Regions from separate parts of the Zea mays genome. Here regions 2 and 3 are each linked to region 1. The links are chromatin contacts, called in public Hi-C maps. All regions are on one chromosome and are shown on one strand. The core of a region is the stretch at or near the end of the contact, and the rest is flanking DNA. Distances in the headings are between cores, read along the strand shown.

Region 1 (2,657 bases), core at 87-2,586:
TTAATGCCATTGTATTGATATGCATAATTGCATACTATTTCAGCGGTAGGCCAATAGCACAGTGGTATGGAGATTGTTTAGCCTCATTATTTAACTGGTCAAGGTGAAAGGGCCTCTACCTGAGTTGATTAGGTGGTCTAAATAACACTCCTCAGATATTGAATTGAACTCTAGCAAATTTCAAGCTGAGGCTGAGTGAGAGGGTCTTCTTCTTAATGCAAATACCGAAGGAGTCTAGAGCTAAAGCTCATGGGATCCTTTAAAAGAAAGAAAAGAACTACACTTGTGGACAATTTCAATCTACCTCATCAGTAGAAGCTAGCCTGGTGACTCCAAGCCTCCCATAGTGGTCAGCATCTGTAATTGCTGCAAGTTTGGGGAAATATTGTTCAATATACAACAGTAGTGTGCAAAGCAGAAACATCCTCCAGGCATAACATTGTGGCTTAATTAACTTCCTGCACAAGGGAACTTACAAATGCCATTATATCACACTATATATCCATGTGGCAACTCACTATACATTTAACATAAATTAATCATCATCCAAAGTTATCCACTACATGAAATCCTACAATAATTGAAAAGGGGACTAAAACAATATCGGTATACAGACACTTCAGCATGCTACACCAAACAAACATCATCCAGTGCAAATGAATTATCAGTAAGCACTATACGGACATCCACCCTCCCTTATTTTTTCACCGAGATACTTTACACTTTTCGTTGCCGCATAACATTGTAACCCTGTTAGAATCTAAAATATAAATGCTTCAAATAAAGCGCCTCAGTCCCCAAACTGAAAATTTCTAAGCAGCTTGGCTTCACCCAATTCACATGCCAACAACAACAACAGATGAGTCGAACGCGTCAAATGAATCAAGAAAGACGCACCGAGGCCGCGCATCGCCTTCTGCACGTTGTCCGCGGAGATGAGCGAGTAGGGCGGCCGCGTGGAGGTCGCGGCGCCTCCGGCAACGTCTGTGCCAGCGTCGGGGTCCCCCTCCAGCTCCGCCACCGCAGAGGCACCCTCCGAGGCCGCGGCCCCGCCATCGGCAGCGGCGGCGCACCGCGTACGGCACGACGCCGCGGCGGCGGCGAGTCCGAGTCGGGTGGAGAGGCGGAGACGGCGGGGGGCCAGTGTGGAGTACGTGGAGGAGGAAGGAGATGCGGCGGGCGCGAAGACGTGTGGCGCCGGAGGGGAGGGGATGCCGACGGCGGCCATGGCGGAGACGAGGATGGGAGTCTGGGACTGGGAGGAGCAGAGCGCGGGAGATAAGGGAGGAGGGGATGGAAATAAACGATTTCAACTTTTCCCTTTTTCTTATTTCGCATCTTATTTAATTTTCAAAGTTACATGCAATAAATAAAGTTGAATGCGAAGTCTTTGGACCATGTCCGCCACTGCAGCTGCATTGTCCAACACTGAACCGCTGCATGCCTGCAGCGCAGTGTTGTAATCTGTTTACTGCCAGGTGGTTTAATTCAACTGGTTGGACCTAGCCAGGCGCTAGCTCGTTGATTCACTTGTCTAAAATTTGGCTGTTTTTTTCAATGTCTCAGTCTAAGGCTGTATCCAGCAGCAGATGGTGCGTATAAATGTTCATGCAAAACAATCCTTTATATTGTAAATAGTGCTATTTGTAGAATAAAGTTTTCAACAGGATGTGAGATAGAATGAGATAGGAACTCAGATAACCTAAACGGTTGATGAGAGGTACTATCACGGAAGGCGCCATAGATATGGAGTTTACTTCTCAAACCAATTCCTTTCAAATCTAGTAAAATTAAATTTCTTGTTTGGATCCTTCAAATCTGAGACAGTACAAAATTTAGCAAAACTGCAAAAGTACATGCTCATGTCCCACAAGACCCGAAGGCATCTTGTAAAGGGAGCTACAAAACTACGAGCACTGAGGTGAAAGCTGTTATTCATCAACTGTGAACTTTCAAGTTAGATCAGGGATCTCCAACCACACAGAAGACTGAAGGCCATGACTTGCACAAGGGACCCAAAACCAGTGGTCGCCAAAAATCCAGTCTCTCATAGTGGTAGCTGCATCTTCTTAAAAACAATTATAGCGATAATTGGACCTGCAACATCTCCCAAGGCACAACCTGCAAGATATAAAAAAAAAGTACAGTTAAGCGATGTTACTTTGAACTGACGCTAATGCACTGACCTTATTCTGCTAGCTCAAAGTGAAACTTTAAAATATATATGTATTCCTATTAAATGAATGCTTGCAAAAGTATTGTGTAGTGTCTTAGTATATGCACTCAAGACAGAAGGGAAATTATGACTCACCCAACCATTGTCCATGCACTGGATGCACGAGGGCACCAATGCCTGCTCCAGCTGAGGCCAAAACCAAAGAGAAACAACTTTTGATGGTAATCCCATAAATCTTCCTCCCAAACAATCTGAATTTATTCATATCGTCAAACTGTTCATTGCCGTCGCTTGATAGTGCTTCACAGTCCTCACTAGGCTTACGGATGAAACATCTGTATACTTCAATTATGGATTGCACTACCCAAGCAGCGGTTATTCCCAGTGCATGTGCTGTCCAAACAAAAAAGTTGAGAGAACTCTCAATGGAAAAAGAAGAAACCCAATACAAGCAAATCAGACCTCGGAAAGTTGTTCTGGC
Region 2 (2,657 bases), core at 82-2,581, 380 kb after region 1:
TTCTATACTTGGTACTAGTATAAATTATTTGCTCATTAGGTGGTGTGTGTGCATGACGTATTGACGTGCACTCAGGCACCCACACCTATCTCAGCGACATTATATCAATCTTCAAGATAAGCTGATTGCCTCAATTTAGATGATATGTGTCTATATAACGAAAGCTAGAGATACTATTTGTTTGAAGTTAGATTAATTGGTGAAAGCTAATCTCTAATGAAACTTTATTATCAACATAGGCAGCCCACGGCAACAAGTCTGAGTTGCACATTAGGCTGCAGCAGGCTTGGCCGCAATGCCAACAGATGGGTTTTCCATCAGTTTGGGTTTCTGATGTTCTTCCTATTTGGGAACCCATTTAGATTTTGACCATGCTTGCTGTTGTTTTTCTTTTTGTGGTTTTATCTGCAATGGCTTACTGTTCAATGAAAGTTTAACCTTACATTCTCTTTTGTTGTTTACTACACAATAGCTGTTTCATATTCTTCAATCCGTTCAAACCTATTTGCGTTTTCTGCTCTTACGATGTTTCCTTTGCTATTGATAGACTTTGCAGCATGTCCTGTGTACCAGCACTGAGGACAGTCCGCAGACGAATCCAATAATTGGTCGCATTGATCGGAAGTCAGGGCATGGAGCTGGCAGGCCAACTCAAAAAATGGTTTGTGCAACTGCTGCTAATACTCCTTCGGTTTACACTCAATAGTTTATTTGATATACTGCCTTATAAATTTCAGATTGACGAAGCTGCAGACAGATATAGCTTTATGGCAAAAATGTTAGGGGCTTCGTGGACTGAATAGTGAATTTTGTCCAGCTTAGTGTGGAGATGGTGAGCAAGATTACTCTATGCAGTCAAAGTAAAGTGGCTGTAAAAGTTATATTGCTTATGTTTTGCTCTTGCTTGGATGATCATCCACCAAATAGTATAGTGTTTATGCTTCGGTTTGAGATAAGGGTTCAGGGAGCATTGTCATGCTTGGCGTTGGTGCACCATTTCTTTCATATATATCTTTTGATTGTTAAATTTTATACGTTACTACTTCATTGATTCTAAATTATAAGATGTTTTGGTTTTTTCAGATATATTGTTTTTGTTATGCTATATTGCTATGTATACTATATGTCTAAAAGAAAGGTGAATTGAGATTTTTTCTTTCTTTCATAAATTGAAAACTAATATCAAGCTGAATTTCAGCGTGTTTCTATCTATCGAACAACTAAAAGGTTTTGTTGTTATGGATGGTTGGGGTACTACAGTACCCACAGTGCTACAGTGCGTCGGGCATGGTTTCGTGCTGCAGTATCTCGTGCTACATTACCCGCGTCTACTGTTCATGGGTTAGGGTTGTACGTGACGGGAGGGAGACGTCTTGTCGGCGGAGGTGAGGAGGCTGTATAGGGCGCAAGGCGTCATGGCTAATCTAGAGAGAAGTTGTGGCTAAGGGGTTAGGAGGCGGTTGCACAACTTTGTCTACGGTTGGCAAGAGAGATTGGATTTCCTTCTAATATCTTTTTACCTTCAATTGATACGATCTCTCCTTATATAGAGAGTTAGGATGTGTTTGGTTTGAGGTTAAAGTGGGATAAGGTCCGGGGCAACACCGTTCCCTCGATTTTTTGGGATCACGCCATCACAAAAAACTATTTCGGGGTTTACCTCGCCTCTACGTGACTCTCAACTAAACACTATTGAAATTGTGGTCGCCCCCTTCCATTCCTCTATGTATATTCAACTAAACACAACCTTATTTGACCCCCAAAGCACTAGATTTAGTCTTATCTCTAATTTTAATCTTATCACAAACTAGTCTATCTTTATCTAAACAACCTAAGAGACGTGCTACAGTGTCGCTGTTACTGTAGCTGCCCTCTTGGGCACTGACACTACACTCTTCTTGGACAAGCATGTCATCCTTGAGTTGCAACCTAACGATGATGCTAACAATGACTCATCTAGACATAAACCTAACACATAAAAATAAGACTTTTACATCTTGACTTATTTTTATTATTTTAAATCTGAATGTGACTATGACTTTATTTTTGACCCCTTAAGATAAGGCGGACACCCTCTGCGCATTGGACTTACACGTGCGCAGCCACCCATGGACGTCATCTGGACGAAAGGGGAGCACATAGATGGCCATCTGGAGTAGATCGCAACAATGACCAACGGAGGCGCTCACGTGGCGACCGATAGCGGAATGTGGTGGCGCTAAGCGGTGTGTCCTTGCCAATGATGTGGGGAGCACCTTCCCTACCGCCGCTGCCGTAGAGTTGAAGTTCGTCGCCCGCGGGACACGAACCATGCTCGCACTTGGAGACAGCAGATCGATGTGGTTGCTGATGGTTGTCCGATAGGGCGAGGTTGCGCCCGTGTGTGCCGAGGTCAACCACCACCAAGATTGTCTTGAGCATCTGCTGGGCAGCCGCTGCAGCCGCCAACGCACTAGGAGGCCACGCGTTGTAGCCTGCAACCGCATAACCACCAACGTCTAGTGCTGTGCGGCCAACGCCGGCTGCCGCTCACGTTGCTCTGCTGCCTTGATCTGCAGCAACCACTGCTCAACCACCAGAAGCGTGGTTTGCATCTTTGCGAGATTAGCCTTTATGTTGGCCCACAAGTCCACCATCGATGAAGATGGTGATGACTG
Region 3 (2,657 bases), core at 79-2,578, 310 kb after region 1:
TGTACATATACTATAAAAGAACAGGTTGAGCTAAATTAGGATCAGTCCAAAGTAGATCCATTTTTTTATTCCGGTCCTGTTTGTTCCTCCTAGATTATGATGTGTTTAAATACACTAGAGCTAATAGTTAGTGGTTAAAATTAGTTGGAGACATCCAAACACACCCTAGCAGCTATTAGCTAATTTTAGTAAATTAGTTATTAGTTAGCTAACTATATATTAGCTAGCTAGTTTCACTAGTAATTTTTTGTCAAATAGCTATTAGCTCTAGTGTATTTAAACACCTCCTATATAAGTTAGATTATGATTAAAGAATATAAAGACAAAATGTCACTTTTGAATCACAAATAAGCTAAAATAAGTGATATTTTACATTTATACTTTTCCATTATAATCTAATTTATATAATCTAGGAGGGAAATAAACACACACTAAGGGCTAGTTTGGAAATTTATTTTTCCAAGGAATTTATATTTTTCAAGAAAAAATAAACTAATTTTTGTTAGAAAAATGAAAATCTCTTAGAAAAATGTGGTTCTCAAACTAGCCAAAGGGGTGTTTTCTTTGCCTCATCCACCGCTGGTTCCAGTATTAATGGCTCATGAAACTCTAGGATGGGGAGGTTTTTTTCTTTCTTTTTCCCCAGTATTATGTGAAGCAGTCACTCATTATGAAAATACCGGTATTACTGCACTGATAATTTTTCAGAGAAATAAAACCCTTCTTTTTTTCCGGAGGAATGGATCAAAGGATGGATGCAGTGAAACATAGAGTGCTGCAGAAGGGGAGAGAGATCTCATGACAGTTTCACCTCTCGTGAGCAAAGTAAAATTAAACCCTGCCTTTGATAAGGGTGAAAGGCTGACAGCAGCAGCGAGTGAAAGAGATGAACTTTTTAGTCTAGTCCACTCTGCCCTGCCTGCACATGTCGGCGCCCTAAAGGCCTAAACCCCTGCCCTGCTCTCTCACACACACATGTCGTCACCCCACAGGCAAACCGCAATGGACCACAGCTTAAACATCGCTGTGATGCTCATGCATGCAGGGGTTAACAACTCTTTCTGACCATGATGCAAAGACGCTGTTACCTTCATAACCTAGTGCTGCCAAGGACAAGGGTGGTGGTGGTCAGTGGTTCCAGTTTTCCCATGCGATGCCATTCATTCACTGCTGCAGAGACTGCAGCAGTTATATATATATATTGTCTTCGCACTCATCCATCCGTGCTAGATAAAATAGTGCTGCAGATGCAAACCAAAAAAAAAAGAAGAAAAAATCCATTTGATTGATAGAGAAACACGAAGCAGCCCTTTAATCTGCTCGCTTTCTCTTTCATCCATGCCTGCCCGGCTGCCCCTCCCCTGCCCTCATCATGGCTCCGCTCCCTTCCCTTCTCCCTTTATCGTCTCGTCTGCATGCACCATCGCCGCAGCTAAAGCTTGCTCCTGCCGCCGCGCCCGCGCGCGAGGGGTTCCTTGATGCCGCCCAGCTCCCAGATGGTGGCCATACTACAACTCACGCTCCTACTCATTTCATGTAGCCTTTACAGCATGCTGCATTCTTCTTCTTCTTCTTCTCCTTCCTCCTCCTCCTCCTCCTCCTCCTCGGCACCGTCCTCGCTCGCGTTGCTGGTGCTGCTGGTCGTCTCCACCTGCCTCTCCTTGCTCTTCGCCAGCCTCAAAAGGCTACTCAGAGACACCACCGCCCACAGAGGAGCTAACAACAGGGCGCCAGCTCCTTCCATGGAGGAGGCTGCGGCTGCGGCTGCGGCTGTGTTTCCGGAGAAGAGCGTTGTGTCGTCGTCGCCACTGCCACAGGACGAGGCGGCGGAGGATTTCACGGTGGGCGGGAGCGGAACAAGCCCGTCAGATTCTTCGGAGTGCGCGACGACCAACGACGACGAGGACGAGGGCACCGAGGAAGAAGGCTCGGTGTCAGACGAAACCGACGCCGACAACGACGACGACGACGACGACGAGAGCCTCATTGAGATCTCCCTTGTCGACGGCCACTACGTGGGCTCCGAGCAGCGCCGCGCGTACAACTGCAACTACAAGAAGGACCTCCTCGCGGACCTGCTGCCGGACTTGCTGCTCGACAGGAGAGACTTCATCTTCGACATCTTGTCGGAGATCGGCGAGGAGGACGACAGCCTGATCGAGATCGACCTCGCGAGAGGCTCCATCAAGTGCGACGTCGTCAAGGCGTGAACATGAACCGTGTGTCTGAAACCTCCCGCTGCATGCATTAATTTGTTCAAAGCTCTGGTCTCTCTCAGGTGCCCCTCTTTGCGAGAGCTAGCTTATTATGCATGTCTTTTCTTCGTGGTGGTGGTGGTGGTGAAGCCTTGTTTTGTCTTGTACTCTGTTTCGCAAAATACCACCGCAGCAGAAATAACGTGATTAATTGCACATATTTTGCTCAAACGAAATGTATTCTTGGTCTTTCCGCGCATTCAATAGATGGTAATTGTGTCAGCACTGCACGTTTGTTTGTGTGTGTGTGTTTTTTTACATTGATCTGGATGTAGTTTGTGGGGTAATTATGCCATGCGAAAAGACTAAACTGCTTGGGTTAGTTGGTGTAGAGATAGGGTCAACTTTTTCTGTCCTTCCGAATCAAAAGCTCAGGACCAATTGTTTAGCTTGTGCGGCAGA

What was found. Hi-C and Micro-C count contacts between places; a contact is called where the count stands out from the background.
Region 2: a contact with region 1 is called in a Hi-C map of tassel, with 2.3 times the contacts expected there. The contact joins the enhancer-like site here to the promoter of LOC103640914 in region 1. A contact is called at or near these places in 5 of 25 Hi-C or Micro-C datasets (ear, endosperm, leaf and 2 more).
Region 3: a Hi-C map of ear shows a contact between it and region 1, with 3 times the contacts expected there. The contact joins the promoter of LOC103640910 here to the promoter of LOC103640914 in region 1. A contact is called at or near these places in 13 of 25 Hi-C or Micro-C datasets (ear, endosperm, leaf and 4 more) and 1 of 3 datasets of contacts at active chromatin or transcription factors (leaf).

Annotation. Positions count from the first base shown.
Region 1 is chr10:18,758,330-18,760,986 of Zm-B73-REFERENCE-NAM-5.0, reverse strand. It overlaps LOC103640914 (NAD(P)H-quinone oxidoreductase subunit U chloroplastic), which reads right to left and starts at 1,336. Exons shown (of 5, transcript XM_008664356.3): 1 at 898-1,336; 2 at 305-366. The coding sequence starts at 1,228. LOC100276490 reads right to left here. Exons shown (of 6, transcript NM_001150264.2): 4 at 2,639-2,657; 5 at 2,312-2,569; 6 at 1,774-2,121. The coding sequence ends at 2,048.
Region 2 is chr10:18,377,840-18,380,496 of Zm-B73-REFERENCE-NAM-5.0, reverse strand. LOC100191488 reads left to right here. Exons shown (of 12, transcript NM_001136920.2): 11 at 548-661; 12 at 738-1,082. The coding sequence ends at 803. Among protein-coding and RNA genes, the nearest start is that of LOC100191488, 14 kb to the left of the region's middle. Within about 2 kb of position 1,331, at least 10 of the 20 cell types and tissues checked have an H3K27ac peak or open chromatin away from gene starts, as enhancers often do. A contact at or near this core is called in ear and tassel, where this site is marked.
Region 3 is chr10:18,444,455-18,447,111 of Zm-B73-REFERENCE-NAM-5.0, reverse strand. LOC103640910 reads left to right here and starts at 1,328. Exons shown (of 1, transcript XM_020546023.3): 1 at 1,328-2,477. The coding sequence starts at 1,479. The coding sequence ends at 2,210.